Linked DNA regions of Mus musculus: regions 2, 3, 4, 5, 6 and 7 are each linked to region 1. Evidence: chromatin contacts called from public promoter capture Hi-C data. All regions are on one chromosome and are shown on one strand. The core of a region is the stretch at or near the end of the contact, and the rest is flanking DNA. Distances in the headings are between cores, read along the strand shown.

The links. Promoter capture Hi-C pulls out the DNA fragments that hold promoters and counts their contacts. Capture Hi-C pulls out chosen DNA fragments and counts their contacts.
Region 2: a promoter capture Hi-C map of liver shows a contact between it and region 1, with 2.9 times the contacts expected there. The contact joins the promoter of Atp5md here to the promoter of Btrc in region 1. A contact is called at or near these places in 1 of 39 promoter capture datasets (pre-B cells) and 1 of 9 other capture datasets (liver).
Region 3: a promoter capture Hi-C map of hippocampal neurons shows a contact between it and region 1, with 3 times the contacts expected there. The contact joins the promoter of BC037704 here to the promoter of Btrc in region 1. A contact is called at or near these places in 2 of 39 promoter capture datasets (hippocampal neurons and pre-B cells).
Region 4: a promoter capture Hi-C map of pre-B cells shows a contact between it and region 1, with 3 times the contacts expected there. The contact joins the promoter of Cnnm2 here to the promoter of Btrc in region 1. A contact is called at or near these places in 1 of 39 promoter capture datasets (pre-B cells) and 1 of 9 other capture datasets (adipose tissue).
Region 5: a contact with region 1 is called in a promoter capture Hi-C map of pre-B cells, with 2.8 times the contacts expected there. The contact joins the promoter of Borcs7 here to the promoter of Btrc in region 1.
Region 6: a contact with region 1 is called in a promoter capture Hi-C map of liver, with 3 times the contacts expected there. The contact joins the promoter of Trim8 here to the promoter of Btrc in region 1. A contact is called at or near these places in 2 of 39 promoter capture datasets (liver and pre-B cells).
Region 7: a promoter capture Hi-C map of pre-B cells shows a contact between it and region 1, with 2.5 times the contacts expected there. The contact joins the promoter of Sufu here to the promoter of Btrc in region 1. A contact is called at or near these places in 2 of 39 promoter capture datasets (liver and pre-B cells), 1 of 484 Hi-C or Micro-C datasets (CD8 T cells) and 1 of 9 other capture datasets (liver).

Annotation. Positions count from the first base shown.
Region 1 is chr19:45,362,419-45,365,175 of GRCm38.p6, reverse strand. It overlaps Btrc (beta-transducin repeat containing protein), which reads right to left and starts at 1,442. Exons shown (of 15, transcript NM_001037758.2): 1 at 1,290-1,442. The coding sequence starts at 1,337.
Region 2 is chr19:47,089,286-47,092,042 of GRCm38.p6, reverse strand. It overlaps Atp5md (ATP synthase membrane subunit DAPIT), which reads left to right and starts at 1,396. Exons shown (of 4, transcript NM_023211.5): 1 at 1,396-1,470. Pdcd11 (programmed cell death 11) reads right to left here and starts at 1,277. Exons shown (of 36, transcript NM_011053.2): 1 at 1,176-1,277.
Region 3 is chr19:43,673,777-43,676,533 of GRCm38.p6, reverse strand. It overlaps BC037704 (cDNA sequence BC037704), which reads right to left and starts at 1,356. Exons shown (of 1, transcript NR_045645.1): 1 at 1-1,356. It overlaps Slc25a28 (solute carrier family 25, member 28), which reads left to right and starts at 1,653. Exons shown (of 4, transcript NM_145156.1): 1 at 1,653-2,058. The coding sequence starts at 1,768.
Region 4 is chr19:46,760,223-46,762,979 of GRCm38.p6, reverse strand. Cnnm2 (cyclin M2) reads right to left here and starts at 1,371. Exons shown (of 8, transcript NM_033569.3): 1 at 1-1,371. The coding sequence starts at 1,207.
Region 5 is chr19:46,688,591-46,691,347 of GRCm38.p6, reverse strand. It overlaps Borcs7 (BLOC-1 related complex subunit 7), which reads right to left and starts at 1,442. Exons shown (of 5, transcript NM_025563.3): 1 at 1,263-1,442. The coding sequence starts at 1,400.
Region 6 is chr19:46,500,327-46,503,083 of GRCm38.p6, reverse strand. It overlaps Trim8 (tripartite motif-containing 8), which reads right to left and starts at 1,436. Exons shown (of 6, transcript NM_053100.2): 1 at 71-1,436. The coding sequence starts at 640.
Region 7 is chr19:46,395,528-46,398,284 of GRCm38.p6, reverse strand. Sufu (SUFU negative regulator of hedgehog signaling) reads right to left here and starts at 1,389. Exons shown (of 12, transcript NM_001025391.2): 1 at 1,001-1,389. The coding sequence starts at 1,182. Actr1a (ARP1 actin-related protein 1A, centractin alpha) reads left to right here and starts at 2,544. Exons shown (of 11, transcript NM_016860.2): 1 at 2,544-2,655. The coding sequence starts at 2,608.

The DNA.
Region 1 (2,757 bases), core at 193-2,692:
TGCATTATCCCTAAGACCACCTGTTAAGCTTAAAAAAAAAATCTATGCATCCATCCTTCTTTAGATGTAACTAGAGGCTGGTTTACACCTAGGCTATACAAGAAAGCATCAGATTAAAAGCATCAAATATCAGACTGGTCAAGGTTGCCAAAGACAAGCACAGCAAAGGAGAACCACCATACAAAGTTACAGAAACAGGGCCTAAGGGGTTGACACAGACCCTAAAAATGCAATACTCACTCTGTACTACAACCTAAAACTCACGGGCAACCACCAATCCCGACTTATCTCACTTTCTCTACTCCCTACATCCTTCCTCTGAAATTTCCTCACATCTCATTTCTCCAAGGACTTTCTTCTCACAGAAAGCAATACAGCACCTGGCTTCCCCCACTTTTTACTACCTCACCACTGAAGGCCCAAGTTTTGTTTTGATTTCTCTTATTGGTTATTAACCTTGTCCCCACTCACCTGTAACTACATTTCTTTCATCGCTTTGTCCTTACCACAAATAATTTTGACCCTCTCCTTCAAAACAGAGCACGTATCTCCTTTCTGATATTTGTAATTCTAGCTCACAATCAACACTGTCTTTCTCTCCCAGGAACTGTCACCATAGCCCTAGGTCTGAGTCCTTATCTTCTTAAATGAGGCCTCTTCCAGAGTTTGCCAACATTAGTAGAGCTAACTGGGATTCCACCCTTAGCCCTTAGGCAAAGGCTATCTTCTCAGCCCATCCTACAAAAATACTTGCCTCCCAGCCATGGTTTTCCCACTTTCGCCGTTACAGCCATCAGTTTCCAGCCCTGCCCAGTTTCCCCCTGCCCCCAGTGTCTGTCTTGCCATTATCCTATCTCCACTATTCCCCACTCCTGAGTGCACCTCCTCTCCCAGGCCTTACCCGTAACCCTGACACCGGGAAGGCCCCTGCCAGCGTCCACAGGCGTCTCTCCACCCGGGTTCCTCCGCTCTTCAGTAACTGTCCCCACGCCCCTTTCCCTCTGGGGCCCCGCGCGCCGCCAGGAGCCCCCACCTCGAATGAGCTCCCGCTGTCACTTGGCCTCTCTTCCACAAGATGGCGGAGCTGCTGCCCCCACCCCAGGGTCCCCTCTGTACCCTCCTGCACCCTCCCCCAAGCTCAGGTCCAGTCCCTCCCTCCGCCTCGCCACTGGCCTTGGCCCCCAGTCCCACTGCCCCCTCCTGCGGTGAGCGGGTGACCCTGGCCTAAGCTCAGCGACACGCCAACGCAGCCGCCTCCACTAGTCCCCTGCCCGCACCCATCTCCTCACCATAAACTTAAGCGCTTTCTCCTGCAGCACCGCCTCTGCCGGGTCCATAATCGCCCGGACTACTGGGTCTGCTCTCCGCCGGGGCCGCCCCTTTCGTGCCAGGCCGCAGCCAACGCAGCGTCCGGATCCCGCCTCCTCTTCCTTCCCCCGCCCTCTCTTTTTACCTCCTGGCACTGGCAGGGGGCCCGAGGAGGACCGCGGCTCTGCGCGTGCGCACTCCGCTGCCTCACGGGACTTGTAGTTCTGGAGGCTCCAGCGGCAAAAGGCAAGGCTACGCGGCGAACAGCAACTCCCACGGGTCACTGCGTAGAGTCGCGGCTGTGTGCAAGCCAAATGTAGAGCACTCGAGAGCCCGGAGGGGAAGTCGGCTGATGGGAATTGTAGTTTCCAGTCTCTAAGAAGGCAAAGCCGGAGTGTCACCGTGGTTACCAAACGACGCCAGTGGCTCCTTGCCTGGCATTTGATAGCAAGATGGCGACTAGCGCTTCCTCTGTATTCCAAATACTAGGAAAATAGAGAACTCAGGGTCCTTGGTTCTCCCTAATTGTGATTTTAGAAAACCAGACCCTCCTAAAGTTCATACATCTGGCATCTGCAGAAAGATTGAGACCTAGAGACTTGAGCCAAGTGTGCATGTAACAGCAGCCTCAACATCAATGCAAGATTCCGATAACATCCTAAGCTATTATTGCCTCTTTTTTTTCAGAAGAGCCTTTTCTCTCCCCAAGCAAGCCAGGGACAGATAGAACTCACTCCAGGAAACCTTGAGTTTAGCGCTCAGAAAGTATGAACTACCATTGCTAACCCTGAGATCAAAGTCCTGTGTTACATAAATGAAATTCAATGACTATCAAGCAAGTGAAATCTATAAGTAGTGTCTTTGGCCATAAAAAGCCAGAAATGGGAGCCGGGCATGGTGGCGCACGCCTCTAATCCCAGCACTCGGGAGGCAGAGACAGGAGGATTTCTGAGTTCAAGGCCAGCCTGGTCTACAGAGTAAGTTCCAGGACAGCCAGGGCTATACAGAGAAACCCTGTCTCAAAAAACCAAAAAAAAAAAAAAAAAGCCAGAAATGGGCCAGGTGTGGTGGCACATGCTTTTAGTCCCAACACTTAGGAGGCAAAGGCAGAGGCAGGTTGATGTAGTGAGTTTGAGGCTAGTCTTGTCTACAGAGCAAGTTCCAGGACAGCAAAGTCTACACTGAGAAACCCTGTCTTGAAAAATACAAAAGAAAAGAGAGGGACAAGATGGGGCTGGGGAGATGGCTCAGTAGATAAGAGTGCTTCCCATGAAAGGACAAGGACCTGAGTTCAAGTTTCTAGCACCCACATAAAAAGCTGGGGTATATGGGCTCAGTGGTTAAGAGCAGTTGCTACTCTTGCAATGAACCTGGGTTCAATTTCCAGCACCCACATGATGACCCACAGCCACTACTGTGCCTCACCTGGAGTAGATCTTTAATTAGGAG
Region 2 (2,757 bases), core at 147-2,646, 1.7 Mb before region 1:
TGCTTTTGAGCTGTACATTAAATAAATAAAGAACCGGGTCTGGTGGTCCATGCCTTTAACTCCAGCACTTGGGAGGCAGAGGAAGGCCTATCTCTGTGAGTTTCAGACAAGACAGGACTCCATAATGAGACCCTGTCTCAAAAATAACTATAATAATAGTAAATAGAAATATGATGGTAGACAATGCTAAAAACAACAACAACAACAACAACAACAGAGAAACAAGAAAAAGTTTGCCAGGCGTGATGACACATGCCTTTAATCCCAGCACTTTGGGAGGCAGAGGCAGGCGGATTTCTGAGTTCGAGGCCAGCCTGGTCTACAAAGTGAGTTCCAGGACAGCCAGAGCTATACAGAGAAACTATGTCTCAAAAAAAAAAAAAAAAAAAGAAAGAAAGAAAGAAAGAAAAAGTTTATTTCTCAAAATACACCAACCAGTTGCCTGTCAAACAACTCTTCAAAGGCTTTCTAAAAAGCTGAATTATTCAATTAAGCTACAGGGAAAATAAAGCATGGTAACAACTTATATTTTAGAAAATAATTTGGCTCTTTGGTGAAAGATACTTAAAAAATTAATAGTTTGCGTTTACTTGGTACTTCAGAGCCATGGGGAACGTGACAAAATAATGGAGAATATTCCTCAGTCTACAGATTGGACAGAAGTGAAAGCCAGTGTAAGGATTTAAACGATGCACATCAGGGAAACCATGAGAACCAAGACGAGGTATAAATGAAGACGCAGGGCAGCCTGGTTGGTTCTGGGATACCTAGGAAGAAAACTTTAGTAGCCGAGTGAGACTGTGAAAGGGACGACGAACGAAAAATGTAAGGTTTGTTCTGTTATGGGTGCATGCTTCGTAGAAACAGTATAGCTCACAAGGTCTACTTCGCTGGGACTCTATAGTTCCCATTATAGACCCGATGAGACCGAGGCACCAAACAGTCTGGCGATCACGTAGAGAAGGCACTTAAGGTACCTGCAGAGGACAGCATGGCTTGCATGAACTGCTAGCTCCGAGGGGATTGAGGGAATAAGACCTCCCATCCCAAGCCAACTGTGCTTAGCACGAAACCCGGAGACCCAGGCCAGGAAGCCGAGGTGACAGGCATGAAGTCTCCTCCCTCCACGCCGAAGCTCCCGTGTCATCAGCCCCAAGGCTCCCACCGCCGCATACCTCACGGAGCGTCTCAACGCAATCGCACGCGCAGAACAGGGAGCCGACAGCTCCACGCGACTCGTCCACGAGCGTAGGTAAGACCAGGGCTACTTCCGTTCTGACGTCGGGTCTGACGCCGGCTGAAACGGGAAGTAGAAGGGCGGGACTTGGCGTTTATAGCCAATCCACGCCGAGGGCCGAGTCGTCGCGGCCTGTCGGTCGCGTGCGGGGAGGGGGCGTCTTCCGGTCGGGCCGAGCTCGTCGCTAGGTTTGTTGAAGGACATCGGCCGCCGAGTTTGGGGTTCGGACGAAGGTGGGTGAGAAAGCGCTCTTGGCTGCTCGGTCCGGTGATTGAGCTTTGTAGGGCCGACTAGAGTCTGGCCGTTTTTCCAGCCCCGGAACAGCGCGAGGTTTTCTTTTTGCGGGGAGACGCTGGGGAATGGGAAAGGCGCTGGAGAAAATGAGGGTCAGGGCCCCATGGCGGATCTAGGAAGCCTCAGCACCGCGAGTGACGAGCGCCCCAGGGCTCGCACGGTTAGCGGAGAGCCTTATGCCCCACTTCCCAGTGTGGATTGGGAGTGAGGCCGGTCGAGAGGGGAGCTCCCCAAGGTCATCCATCCAGTGGATGTTGAGAGAGGACTCTGGATTTTGACCCCATCTCTGGCAGAGTTCGTGTGTCTTGGCCTCTATGGCCATAGCGATTTGTTTCCTCCGAGCTGCGATCGGGAAACCAGGTCTCCTTTACCTGCGCCGTGGCCTTTGTCAAAACCAGAGTAAACGTGGAATGGCCCTGCGGTTCTCCAGGCCTGGGCTCTAAAAACGGATTAGATTTTGTATCCCAGCGGTTCTGAACCTGTGGATCATGATCGCTTTGACAAGCCTCTATCTCCAAAAATATTTATTTACATTACGAGACTCCTAGCCGTAGCAAAATTACAGCTGTGAAGGAGCAACGGAATAATTTTATTGGGGGAGGGGGAAGAGAGGTTTCACCACAACAGAAGGAAGGTCGCAGCATTAGGAAGGTTGAGAGTCACTGCCGTGTTTGATCAGTGCAAGGGTTTCCACAGAGGCTGTTTGCTGCTTGTGGTCCTTTGACTTTCATCTTCCTTATACCTGGTGATGGCACTACTCCAGATAGGTGCCCATAAGACGGGAATAGCTGTATCCAGGAGCCTGTTACAAAGCAAGGGCAGCTGCTCACCCCAAGACTTTAATGAAATGCCCATTTCACATGGAAAGGCTGGTGGTATTTAATAGTAGTTATTGGATTATTTAGAAACAGAAGCAAAACCTGTCAGCTTAGACTTTGTAGCAGGCTGCTGTTCAACAGTAGTACATTTTTTTAAAAAATACTAACTCACAGGCTCACAATTATTAGTCTTTGGTGATTTTTTTCCACTACCAAATGGCTCTAAGCTTGCACATGACTGCAAGGACAGGACATTTTAGTTTTATTTGTTCCTATTGCCAGGTGTGAATGGCTTGTCCCTCTAGTCCCAACACTGTTGGGCAGATCTCTGTAATTTCAAGGCCAGCCTAATCTATGTAGTGAGTACAGGCATCTGGGGCTACAGACTGAGATAAATAAAATAAAATA
Region 3 (2,757 bases), core at 107-2,606, 1.7 Mb after region 1:
GAAGTCATTGAACTGAGATGATCATTTTAGGACCATAAAAAAGTAAATATGATAAGAAGAGACGGGATATAGCAGGCATTGTCATTAATTTGTCAGGGAAGAAAATTGATATTTTAACAGGACTGGGGGGTGGAGGCTTTTTTGAGATCTATTCATCTCTCAGAGAAAAGTGCAGGGTAGCAAGAAGTCTGTATATGATGTGGGGAAGAATTCTTAACCCGAGGTTAACGGAATCTCCTTCACGCTGAAACCCGAAATAAAAAGCAGTTTTGTGTGTGACTGGGGATGGGGTTGGGAACTTAAGAGCTTTATTTTCCAAGAGATCACGACACAAACGTTAGTAACTACTGCCAAAGATTAGTTGAAAGACCCGTCCGCCGAAGGGCTAAGCTTTAGAGAGGAAATGGAAAAGCCTCCAACCGTTCTAAGGAAGCGCTACGAAAAGATGGAAAAGTTTGCAATTGCGTCATCATCTCATTAAAATAGGTTGTAAAGGCAGAGCTAGAAACTGGGGAAGCGTGTGCAAACACGCTGCTGAGAAGGGAGCCTGAGGTAGCCTGCAGAACCAGCGAGCGGAAAGGGGCCCTCGCTCCTCAGTAGAGGCTGAGGCTCGAGAGTCGCTTCAGTGCCCGCTTCTGCTCAAGGTAGTGGCCCTGAGGACCAGACGTCCCTAGCATCGTTTTACAACCGGGGAGCGGTTCTCAAGAAGCAGCAGCTCAGCGGTCCCGGAGAGAGAGAGCGGACAGCCATCAGACCCGGTGGAGTTTATCAGCAAGCGAGCTCGGGATACGAAGTTCAAGTGTATGTCTCGGAACAAGCTCCACTCCCAGGCATCAGCAGTTGCTCTGCCGCGATTGGGATGGTGCTCCAAGACCCTGACACCTGTCGTCGCCTCCGAACCATCCCATTTCGCCTTCTCCTTTCCCAACGCAGAGTCCACCCAATGAGAGCTCATCGGTCCACCCACTGGAGGGTTCACTAGGCGGCTTTGGGTGGGAGGCCCAAGGCGAGCGGATCTGCGCTGATGGCACACCACTCCAGAGCCACCCGAGGCTCACAGCCGATCTCCCCTAGCGGCGGGTTGGGCCGTGCCAGGGGACGCAGGGTCCGGGCTGACTCCGCCCCCGCCTGAGATCCCGCGGGAACAGTCGCACCGTGCTACTCGACACCCGGTGCACGCCAGAGCACGCGTCCTAACGGCAACCGACAGCGGTTTGACCTTGAAGGTCTGGCTGGCACCGCCCCCTCTCCCCGGCAGTCCCGACCGCCACGCACGCCGCGCCGGGGTACAGCCGGGAGCCGGTCCCTGTCCTCCAGGCGCTTCTCTCCACATCCAATGGAAGAACGAAGTGGTTCGGGCCAATGGCCACCGCCAAAGTAGCTAGAGCGGTTGAGCCTATCAAAGTTCAGCTTTACGTTTCTCCCGCCTCCGAAACGCTAGGGGCGGGTCGATCGGGCAAGTCCGCCAATCAAGAGCCAATAAACAAGACGCTTCCAAGATCAAAGGGGAAGGGGTGGGACCTACGGGACTAATGACAAGCTATCTGACGAATAACACAGATACATTTTGGCTCCGTAAAAAGGGGGCGGAGACACGTTAGGGCCTACACCAATGGCTGTCTGGGGGGCGTGTCCTCGGGGCCAAGCGGGAGCCGGAGGCCCCGGGCTCTCTGGGCCGCGCCTGAGGCGGACGCAACGGGGCCGGGGGGCGGCGGCAGTGGTGGCGGCAGCGGCGGCGCGTGTGGGCGCCGCGGCTGGCCGAAGTGGATGGAGTTGGAGGGGCGGAGTGCAGGCGGCGTGGCGGGAGGACCAGCTGCTGGGCCCGGGCGGAGCCCCGGGGAGTCGGCGCTGCTGGACGGGTGGCTGCAGCGGGGCGTGGGCCGGGGGGCCGGCGGCGGGGAGGCGGGGGCCTATCAGCCCCCTGTACGGCTGGATCCGGAGTCCGGCCCGGAATACGAAGCGCTGCCGGCTGGAGCCACTGTCACCACGCACATGGTGGCGGGCGCCGTGGCAGGGATCCTGGAGCATTGCGTGATGTACCCGATCGACTGCGTCAAGGTGAGACCTGGACCAGGCTGCGAACCGGACCTGGGGCTGACCCGACCCTGAACCTTGTTTAGAGCCAGAATCCCAACTGAGACCCAGAGCTGATAGGTTTCTTCCTGGCTCCTACCTCTACACACGGTTTGAGCCAATACTCCGTGCAAGCAAAGTCCTGGCTGGTAGATGAGCTCAGTCAGGAACCAGGACTTACTTCTAACGGTCAGTGAGGCGAAGCAAAAATCTTGTCAGCCAAAGACTTGATCCCGATTGGGACTAAGCAGGGATGGGATGGGATTGGGGGGGGGGGATCCCGAAGCACAGGTAAGTCTATAACAAACCAGCTGGCATGAAATCAGACGGTGAACTCTATCCGATAGCTTGGGTTGAGATGTGCTTCGGGTCGGCGCTTTCACAAGCTCCTTGCTGCGTCTTTCCTTTAAAGTGACGGGGCAGGAACCGGAATCTGGGATCTCTCAGCTAGATAAAAGTACGTATTAAATCTTAACCTGGGAGTGGTTGAAAAAAAAATCATTGTGCAGTCAAAAGTGAGAGTTCCAGACTGGAATGGATGTGGGAATAAGGCATGTTAAGAAAAACGGTTTCGGTTTCTCTGCGAGGCAAGATTGGTAGCCCATCTATTTCCTGAACGTAAAAATTGAGCTGGGACTAAGATTCTATGTTGAGGGAGCAAGTGCATCAGCCCCTTACACAACA
Region 4 (2,757 bases), core at 122-2,621, 1.4 Mb before region 1:
GGCCCAGGACGCAGTCCAGCAGTTTGCTAACCGGATAAGAAGCGGGGAATGTCATCATCATGAAAAACTTGGTGAGGAAGATGGTGTTGGCCCCTACCGCCAGGCCGTGTCGGGAGCAGATGGCTTGGGGCACGATTTCTCCGAAGATGACGATGCCAATGGTGGAGACCACCACCGCCACAAGGCCTGAGCCCGCAATGTCGTCCAGCAGGATGGTGAGCGTGGTGTTGACCAGTACGTTGCCCAGCAGCAGCGAGCACAGCAGGTAGTTGCCCTGCCTGCGCACCGGCTCGATGCGCTTGGCATAATTCTTCTCTTTCTCCGTGCCGCAGTTTTGCACGATGCGCAGCTCCATCGGGTCCAGAGCCATGAGCCCCAGGTTGAGGCCGCTGAACATGCCCGACAGGCACAGCAGCAGCGAGATGAAGATCACTTGCAGCCAGAAGGGCAGCAAGAACTTCTTCTCCTCGCCCACTATCATCTTGGTGTCCTCACCGTCGTGGTAAATCCAGGTGGTCTCGGCCCACGGAGGAGGCGGGAGTCCGGCCACCCCCGCGCCACCCTTGCCCCCGACGGTGCCACTCGCAGACCCGGAGCCGCCGGCGCCTAGTGCGGGCGTGGAGAGAGACGTGCACAGGTAATAAGACTTGCTCTTCTCCATCTTGCGCAGCGGTTTAATCTCGATCTCGATGATGCCCGATGTGCGGCGATTGAGAATGATGTGGGGCAAGATGATGATGTCTGAGGTGCGGATGCCGCAGCGCTGGGGGCCGCTGTCCGGCTCCGGAGGCGCGGGGCCCCCCAGCCCACGCTCGCTGGGTGTGTGCCGGCGCCGCTCGTGCTCAGTGAAGGCGATGCGGGACCACGTCTCGTTGTTGATGTTCTGCCCGTACACCCGCAGCTTGACCCGGGTCCGCTCGCTCACCCGCAGAGCACCCCCTTCCATGAACGACACGTCGTTCGTATCCTCCAGCCGCAGCCCGATGATCACGGTCTCCTCGTTCTCGCCGGCCGCTGTGCAGCCGCCCGCTCCCCAGCAGCAGCTCAGCAGTAGCAGCGGCAGCAGCCGGCCCGCAGCTGCTTGCAGGACCCCCCGGCCGCGGGCACTGAGGCTGCGGCGCGCCGCCATCTTCCAAGTGGGCAGTGCGGCGGCTGCCTGCCCGCCCGCCATCTTTACTTCGGGTTCACAAGCGCCACAGCCAATCATAGGGTGGCTGCTCCAGCTGAGGCTTCATCCTTCCCACCCGGCGGCGCGAGCGCAGGCACCGGCGCCCGAGCAGGACTGCAACCGCGCGTTCGCGCCCAGCCCTTAGCTGTCCTTCTCTCTGAATGACACTGATTCGGACTGAGCCAGCTGAGGAACCCCCGGGCTCGAGGGAGGAGGGAGCGGAGGGAGGGGCGTGCTAGCCTCTCCCGCGAGAGGCAGGTCTGCCAGCCAATCAAGAGCGGGTGCCCGCCTTCCCAGCCAGGGGGCTGGAATGGGGGCGTGGTCGCAGTCGGCGTGCCGCACCAATGGCACGGGAGGTGGGCGGGGAGATGAGGGCCACTGTCCTCCTCTGCATGCCAAGTTTCCAACTGAAAGGCGCGTGACTCTTGTGTATGCGCGGGGAGGAGGCGTGGCCATCCCGGATGCAAGAGCCAGTCAAAGATGAGCGCTGTAGGGATGGGGGCGTGGTCTTCCTCCAGGCGGCCAATGAAAGGGAGCGGTCCGCGGGTGCGGCGCTCCCTGTGGGGTCTCTGTAGTAGATCCTCGCGCGCGGCTTGGCAGCCCTGCAATACTGCCCTGAGGCGCGAGGCCTCGGGTCCTTGCTGCAGGGACTTGCGGGCTCCACGGGGCTCCGTGTCGCCGCAGAATGGGCTGAGCCCTCCTTCCCTGGGAGCACCAGAGCCGGACTGGAGACAGCTTACGATGCACATAGCCTAAAACCAAATCGGGATACTAGTCAAGCCCCCCAGCCCACTACCCCTGCATGCGGTTCCTCTGGAGATTCGCGGTGACAGGGTGGCCCTAGCAACGCCGAGGACCTGCGGTCTCCGTGACTCTGTGAGCCCTCAGCTGCTCACGATCATGTGGCGCCACCTGCCGGCCCTCACGGACGACCTTTGCTGTTTTCTAGCTCTCAACAAACCTCTCAAAGTGTGGTCAGCTTCCCAAACTTTGTCATCACAGGGATTCTCCTGTAGTCCTGCTATAATCACAGAATGAGATGGACCCTATTTTTGGTTTTGTTTTGTTTTGTTTTGTTTTGTTTTTTAACGTGCACCCAGGCAATTTGGGGAAATAGGAAGGGGAGAGCAACCTGAGAAGGCCCATGAAAGCTTATTATGAAATGCACAGGTCAAACGCTGTTAGCTCCGGAGAAGATTCATTGTGGAGCACAGCTCACCAGGACTCTCAAGTCCATTGCATCAGACTAGATGCGGTAGCACAGTAGCTCCCAAACTGAACTTTCTGCCTCCCAACTGAAGCGCGTTTTAAAATGTTTTTCCTGATCTTACTTTGTATTCCATAAACACAATACTCTTCCTTTTTTGTGAACACCCACAGTGTTTTTTATAATTTCCAGGACGAGTGATTTCTGGGCTCATTTCAGCGGTATCCTCGCAATTCTCTCTTTTTTTTTTTTTTTTTTTTTTGTTGTTTTGTTTTGTTTTGTTGTTGTTTACAGGGTTTCTCTGTATAGCCCTGGCTGTCCTGGAGCTCACTTTGTAGACCAGGCTGACCTTGAACTCAGAAATCCGCCTGCCTCTGCCTCC
Region 5 (2,757 bases), core at 193-2,692, 1.3 Mb before region 1:
ATAGCAAAAAAAAAAAAAAAAAAAAAAAGAAAGGAAAGTCAACTTGACTGCCAACAAAAAACGACCCAGGAACTCTGTGCAACCATGATAAAGTGTCAAATGGTGAAACCATGATTTGCATAATTTATATCTGCAAAAAAAAAAGCAATATAACAATTCTTTAATTTCTTCAAACTTTCCCCTGACACAGATTCCTAAAAGCAACGTGTCAGATGGGACCACATGCAAAACATGTCACCAGAGATCATCAGGTCAGCAATGTCAACAGCTGTTATACAGTAAGGGCGAGCACTTCTTGTAATGGGATTTTTATTTTGTTTTGCAGCCACTGTCAGTGAAAGCCAGCTCTTGCTACACTGCAGGTTTAAAGTAATATAAGTCAGATGTTGTGAACATCCATGCACAGATCCAAAGGCCTGAGAACATAGTGTGTCATTATTGCAACTACATAGGAAAGCAGGTGCCGTTCCTATGAAAACTAAGTTGGAAACGGTAACCACTTGCCGAAGGGTTACTAAGGTAGGGGTTACTAAGGAAGGTGAAATTGGAAGTTTTCTAAGCAGTCCCTTCTGTATCCCAGGTCTCTTGAGAGCTCAGACTAAGGTGTGCCCATTAGGCACCGCCATACGTTTAATTTTCCATTAGTAAATACATACCAAAGACGAGGTCATTGCATCTCATATGCCCGTTTACCTGTCCATGAGCGTGTGAGTTGTCTCATGAGGAAAAGTGTATGAACATGTACGTGTCTTTGTGTGGGCACACGGTTTCTCTAGGGCAGATAACGACCTCAACAAGCAGCGTGTACGTGTCATCAAATCATTCCATTCATAGAATCGGATGGAGGATGGAGAAAGGGGGAGGAGATGGTAGGGCAAAAGAAAAAGCTTGTCTAGGAAACAGTGAAGAGCTTGGCCAGAAATATAAAGAATAAACCCACAAAGAGAGAGGTGTAAGAAATCTTGGAAGTTGAGGCCATCGCCAAGCCGAGATTCGAAAAGCGACTGATGTTCACTACAGACGCCCATGAACACAAACAGGCACTGTGTAGGAGCCGCAGCTCATCTGCCCGCCTGTGCTTCTCCCCTTCCCACCCATCATCTCTTCCAACTACAAGCATTCAACCTAAACTGAAGAAACTCACCCAGAATGCAACACGCGCCTGGGCCAAAAGCCTACACTCCCCAGGATGCAATGCGCCGCCTCTCCCGGAGCCAGCGCTGGGAGGAGGACTGGGCCCGGGGAGCCCACGCCCCGCTCACCTCGGAGCTCCGCGAGCCTTTCAGCACCTGCTTGGTGAGCGCGATTACATCGGTGCCACAGGTGTTCACCTTCTCCGTGAGAAGCCCCTTCACGGACTGACCAAATCGGGCTTGCGAATCCGGCGTCCCAGTCGCCATCACCTCAACTAGCGATCACCCGCAGCCGGACGACGGCGAGTCCCTGGGGCCAAAAGAGACGCAACCGTCCAATCGTGCGAAGAGGAAGGACCGCATGCGCTTAGCTCAAACTGCTTACTAAAATTACTTAAAATGTTCAGTTGATGGACATGGAAGGAGGATACCGTTTAGGCAGGCTACCCTGGAGGGGATAGAATATAATTTAGGTGAATCTCTAGTTTAGAGTCAGAAGATCTGGATAGCATCCCAAGGAGTGATGTGGCTACAAATTACTCAACCCCTGTGTCTTCTGTTATCTGTTTTAGGGCCAGCACTGCGTTACCTAGGCACATTAATACAACTCTGTCAGAAGTTCAGGGTCTTTCTTGGCTGTATAGCAAGTGGAGGCCGACCTGTGATACATGAGACCACATCTATAAAATAAAATATCTATAAAATAAAATAGAGACCCTGTTCAATTCTAACATATTTTATTGAAATTAGCAAAGGGCACAGGCCAAAGAAAATGAAATTCAAATGACTAAGGTAAAGAAATGTCAACATCATTAAATTCTGTGTGTGTGTGCGTATGTGTTTTCAAGACAGGGTTTCTCTGTGTAGTCCTGACTGTAGACTAGGCTGGCCTCAAACTCACGGAGATCCATCTATGTGTGCCACCACCACCTGGCTTTTTTTTTTTTTTTTAATCATTAGTAGTTTGTATTTATGAATAGCCTTTTAATTAAAACTCTGCTTATAATTACTTTGGAAGCAAGTCCTACTATGATGTTAGGTCCCTGGAGTATACCCTTTGAAGGGATATTGTGATCCTGGTCCCTTTTTGTCTCTCTTTCCATCCCGACCTTGGAGTGAACAACCCTCCACCACATGGTGCACTGTGGTGCCATAATCCCAAAGCAATGGAGTCAAATGATGTACACTGGGACCTCTGAAAGAAGTGGATAGCAATAGGAACTTGAAAATCCTAAATTGAGAGTCTGTAGAGGTTGGTTAAAAAAAAAAAGTTCATCCAAGAAAATTCTTGGGCTGGAGGATGGCTCACTGACTGCACTTCCAGAGGTCCTGAGTTCAATTCCCAGCAACCACATGGTGGCTCACAACCATCTGTAATGGGATCTGATGTCCTCTTCTGGTGCATCTGAAGGCAGCTACCGTGTACTCACCTAAATAAAATAAATAAATCTTTAAAAAAGAGGAAAAAGAAAAAAAATTCAAACAAAATTTTACTGTAGGTCAGCTCTGCTTTCTGTACATTTGTTTACTTATAGTTTATTTCTTATTTTTATTTTATTTATAAGTATGTGCCTGCCTATCTGTTTGTGTACCATGTGGACGCGTGTGCCTTTGAAGGCCAGAA
Region 6 (2,757 bases), core at 187-2,686, 1.1 Mb before region 1:
GGTGGCTCCCAAGTCGTGTGTGTGTGTGTGTGTGCGTGTGCGTGTGTTCGCACGCGTTCAGTGTACTTGCCCGTATCTCATTCCTCCGTATCTCCACGTCACACACCGAGTGTCCCTGATGCGCGCCGCTGTAGTAGCAGCAGTACTGGCACACAGCCACCTGCTCGGCCTCGCAGTGGTACAGGCGGTAGGCGTTGTGCTGCGGGCAGCTCCAGGCCCGCACGTCGTCCGCCTCCACCAGGAGGTGCCCGCGGGCGGTGGAGGGCTGCTGCAGGTGCGTCTGCACGTGAGACTGGCAGCAGGGAGCCTCGCAGCGCAGGCAGACCTTCTGTGCCGGCAGCGGGGGGCCGCGGCGACAGAACACGCAGTGCAGTGCCGTCGGCGGCTTCTCCACGTGCAGGGCGTTGAACTTCTCCACGATGTTGGTGAGCTTCAGGTTCTTCTCCAGGCCCGGCTTCTGATTGTAGGCCTGGTTGCACTCCGGGCAGCGCACAAGGCCACTGTCCTTGGCCCAAGCCTCGCCGATGCAGCCCCGGCAGAAGTTATGTTTGCATGGCAGCTGCACCGGTTCCACGAAAACGTGCAGGCAGATGGGGCAGATGAGCTCCTCCTCAAAGCAGTTCTTCCAATTCTCCGCCATGGCGGCTGCGGGCAGGGGGCCCGGGTAGACCTCTCTAAGTCCCCAACCCTGGGGATCCGTCTGGTACAGCTGGGGACCCACCGAGCCCGGAGCTCCGGTCCCCGCCGGCCGCGCCAGTCGCTCAGTCACCAGCGCCTTCCGCGTGCCCGCCCCCCAGAGGAGGGAGCCTGGGTCCTCGCGCCGCGCGCGCCGCCGGCTGCGTCTCCTCCTCCTGGCGAGTGGCTAGCGGGAGGCGGCGGGCTGCGCCAGGGCCGCGGCCCGGGCACCAGCCCTGGAGGAGAGCGCTGTGGTCCAAATTCCATATAACAGGCCGCCTCCGGGGCAGCGCGGCTAGGGCAGCGGCGGCCCACGGCCTGCGCTCGGCCCCGCGGCTGACATCGGGGCGCGCCCCGCGGCGCACCGAGCGGGGGAGCCGCACTCTTCCTTTGGCGGCGACAGTGGCTACCTTCTGGCTGGTGCGAGCCGCGCCTTCCTCGCCTGGATCCCGGCCGAGGTCCGAGGGGGCACGGGAAGCTAGTTCGGCCGCGCCGAGGCTGGCTAGAGCCGGAGCCGGCGAGCAAGGCGCGCCAGCGGTCCCCGGGCCGTGGCGCAGGCGTCCCCCAGCTGGCCGGCCGGCTGCGGGTGGCAGGGCGCGGGCGGGCCGACTCCGGGGCGCTGCGTGCGCGCTGGGGCAGTCATTCAGATGAAATTCCAGTCCCCGGCCAGAGACACCAGCCCGCCTCTGCCTTCCTCCTCCCTTCACAAATAGAAACGGAAGGGGGAGGGAGAGAAGTGGAAAAAAAAAAAAAAAAAAAAAGGCAACCAGAGAGGGAGGGAGGGAGGGAGGGAGGGAGGGAGGGAGGGAGAAGCCCGGGAGGTGCTCCGGCCTGACCCCCTCGTCGCTACTTCTGCGCTCCCTGGAGGCCCCGCGCAGGGCGCCCCCGCCGCGGAGAGACCCCACTCCCTGTCCCCGCACTGGGCGGGCGCCTCGCCTGCGCTGAGGAAAACAAGGATTGATCAAACTAGAAAGGAATTTTTCTCAACTGCTAATGAACAGGAGGCTCGGCTCCCGGCCCTCCCCTCCCCCCGCCCGGCCCTCCCCCTTCGCCCCCCCACCCCACCCCTCCCCCCCACTTTCTTTTCTTCTCGGCCTCTGCTCCGGCCTGGAAGGCTCCGGGCTGCGGTCGGAGCCAGCCTGCGGCGGCGGCGGCGGGGCCAGGCCGAGCCAGCCGGGCCGGGTGCGTCCTCAGCGCCCAGCCATCTTGAGCTCCCAGCGGCCGCGGTGGGGACTGGGGGTCCGGGCGCGCGCTTGAGGGTCCTGTAGCTCGCTTTTCCACCCTCCCTTTGGTGGGATTTTTTTTTTCCTCCAAGGGGAGGGCTGGTGGTCTCCAACAAATTAGGAGAGAGAGAAGGAGAAAAATGCCAAGTCTTGATTTCTCTCTACCTCTGCTCCACCCATCCCGATCCTTTCCAAAAAAAAAAAAAAAATCTTTTAAAAAGATTAAAATTGGAAGAAGTCGGCAGAACGACGAGCGCCTGCTGCCCCCAGCGCTGCCCGGGAGACGCGTCCGGGGCGGGCCCGCGCCCGTCGCTCTGTCCGTGGGTCCGTTTGTCCTCCCGCAGCTTCTCAAGTGAGGGGAGGGCGGGCACTCCGGGCAGGGTCTCCGCTGCGGCTGTCGCTTCAGAGCTTTATCCTTAGATCAAAAAAAAAAAAAAAAAAAAAGAAAAAAAAAAGAAAGAAAAAAGAAAAAAAAAGGGGGGAGAGGAAGAAACCACCCCCCAGCCCGAACACTCATCACAGCCACCTTCAGCCATCTTGCGTGTATTATTTCAAGAATAATCTGTTTAATAGAAATAGCTGCGTCTCTGGCCCCCTTCTCCGCATCCTGGGGTCCCGCCCCCTTTTAATAATAATCTCGATAATAAAAATGATCAGCGGGCCGGGCAGTTAGAAGCTGCTTTTTTTCTGTCTCAGGTCTCTCCGCTTTCTTCCCTCTAAGAAGGGACACTAGGGGCTCACGCTGGGGTTGGGGGTGCGGCCCGCCGGTCCCCGCCACCAGCGCAGCGAGGAAGGGCCTCTCTCGCCTCTGCCTGGAGCAGCACGGGTGGGGGAGAGCCTCGGCCCGCGGGACCCACTG
Region 7 (2,757 bases), core at 140-2,639, 1.0 Mb before region 1:
TCAGAAAGACCACAAGGACTTGTCTCATAACACCTGTTTTGTCTGAAGGCTGACTGAAGAAACAGGATGCAAAAAAGAATAGGAGACGAGAAAGTGCCATTTCTACCCCCAAAGACAGCCAGCCCATTTGGAAACTGATCTTTTACAGGGCATCTTTAAACTTCGGCTGAAATCACGAAGACAAGACAGAATGCGCTTCTTCATTCCTCCTGCCCACTCAGGTCTCTGTCACGCACCTGGTGGCGAGCTATGATCCCCTTCAATCCCGAGCTAATGCTTGGCTCTCCCGAAACCTGTTCTTAACTAACGTCCTAAAGCTAAAGCAGCTGCAAAGCCAGAAGCAAGCTCTGCAGAGAGAAAGAGAACTGTGCAGAGTAAGCAAAAAGTTTATCTGGAAGAGCTGCTCTGTCAAACTTCAAGAGCAACAGCTTCGCACTGAATGACAGAAGCTCCTGCGCTCGGGAAGGTCCCGAAAGAAGACTGAAAGAAGGCCTCTCCTCAACTCTTCCCTCATCAAAGGCACAATGCCCTCATCTTGCTCCCTCCTAACCCACAGGGGCGTCCTGGTTCCCGGACCGCCCTAGACTACGCGGTCTTGTGCCCTCCAAAGCCCTCTCAAATGCTCTCCAGGCCCCGCCTCACTCCCCCCCCCATCCCACCCCAGCCGCCCCCTGGCTCCCCCAAGCCCACTAATGACCCACCACAGGCGCCCCCTCCTTTCTCCACGTTTACAGTTCGCTCTTACAGTCCCCCCTCCGCTTCTGTATACACCCCCAGTTCTCGGTTGTCCTAATCCGGGTTAACCCCTCACTACTCAAGGGATCCATTAACCCTTTGTCCCCATTCCCAACTTCTGTCCTAACTCCTTCCACAGCACCAGGAAGCTCCTGGTTCCCCAGTACTTAAACCGTTTTCTTCCTCCCCCTTCTGCAAATTACTTCGTCCCGGGTGTTCGAAGCTTTCCCGGCCGGACCCCGTCCTCCCGAGGCCCAGAGCATACCAGTACTTGACGATAGCGGTAACCTGGAGCGGGTTCGGCTGGTCAGGGTAGAGGCGGCGACACTCTCCGTAGATGGCGTGCAGTCCCGGGGGAAAGAGTGAAGCAAAGGCCGGAGGGGCACTAGGGCCAGAGGCCGGGGGCGCGGCGGGACCGGGGGCGACGCTAGGCCGCAGCTCCGCCATTGGGGCGCGTAGGGCGCGCGGAGAACCCGGGAGGGTAGAGGAGGGAAAGCGCCCCTATGGGCCAGCGGACCCACTGTGGATGAGACTCCCCGAGGCGATGGGGGCTACGGCGAGGTCTAACTCCGCGCCTGCGCACGAGGCTCCGTCCGCCCAAGCCGGAGCCTTCAAGACGTCGGCCAGAGGATGCTGTGGGACCGCGGGGAGCTCCAAGGGGCGGGGCGTCAGCGTGCCCTTTCCTGACACCTATTGGCTAGTGTCTTTGCCAGTCACAAGTGGGGAAGGCGTGACTTGACAATAGACTCCGCCTCCCTGCCCCTGGGTTGGGAGCGTCCCAAGGATCTTGGCCTCCCCCTAGTGTTAGGAGGAACCCAGTTTAGAACAGAGACTTGGTACCTTGAGGCGCCAGGGTCCTATGAAAGCTCTACACAACTACTAAGAAGCGCTTAATATTGTTTTACTAATACACAATTTTAAGATAAGCTTGACAACTAATTCATTAGACAGTATGTCATTATTATTAATGTTACAACTCTAATATTTCTTGGAACTATTGACAAAAAGGGTAACTCGAAATGTGCCTGGGGAAAATGCCTGGCTGTTTTAAAAAAAATTTACCTATTCTTTCTCTTCGCCTGGATGTTGTCATCCATCAAGGTCAAGAAAAATAATAAAACAATTTCTAAACCTTTAGATGATATTTTAGGCCCGTGGTTTTGTGGCATCCAACGTACAGGTATTTTTTTATAACCTCCATTGGCTTTTGCTTCATGGGTTTTGTCTTGTTTTGCTTTTTGTTTCATTTTTTTGTTTTTCGGGACAGGGTTTTTCTCTATAGCCCCTCGCTGTCCTGGAACTCTGTAAACCAGACTAGCCTCGAAAGAGGTGGGATTAAAGGCTTCCAGCACCACTCCCGGTGCTGCTGGGATATGTGTTGGGCAAGCATTCTACCACTGAGCGACAGATGTTTATTAATGGTTTGTATTGCCCAAGTGAAGGAATGGCTGAGAGATAGAACTACTCTGTAAAATTCAACCGCCCCTGAAGTACTGACAAATCCAAACCCAACTACTCACAAGTACTTCAGACTCCAAAATTTAAGAGTGTACTGGAAACCCCTTCGAAGGGATCTCAAATCCAGTCATGCAAGATAATCATCAACACTGTGGCTCTTTAATCTACAAACACTACAGACCCCACCATGTGTAGGAAATACACTGTCCAATCTCCTAAATCCGATCGGGCTGGGACCCGGTTTGGAGCGCAAGCCCTGGGGCAAAGAATGCTGGGGATTGTAGTTCCTCCGAGGCGAGGTCGGGCGGCTCCCTGGATGCCCAGTACCGGCGACTAGACTGCGCATGCGTGTCAGTGGCGTTTGCTGCGGACCGGGCTGGCAGTTCCTTCCTCGGAGGGAAAGATTCCTCTGCCATGGAGTCCTACGATGTGATCGCCAACCAGCCTGTTGTGATCGACAACGTGAGTAGCATCTTTCCTATCTTTAAAGGGACTGTGTTCTCCTCCAGGAAGGATTGTTTCCGCGGTTTCAGCCTAGGCCGCCAGCTCTTTGTCACTGGCTCG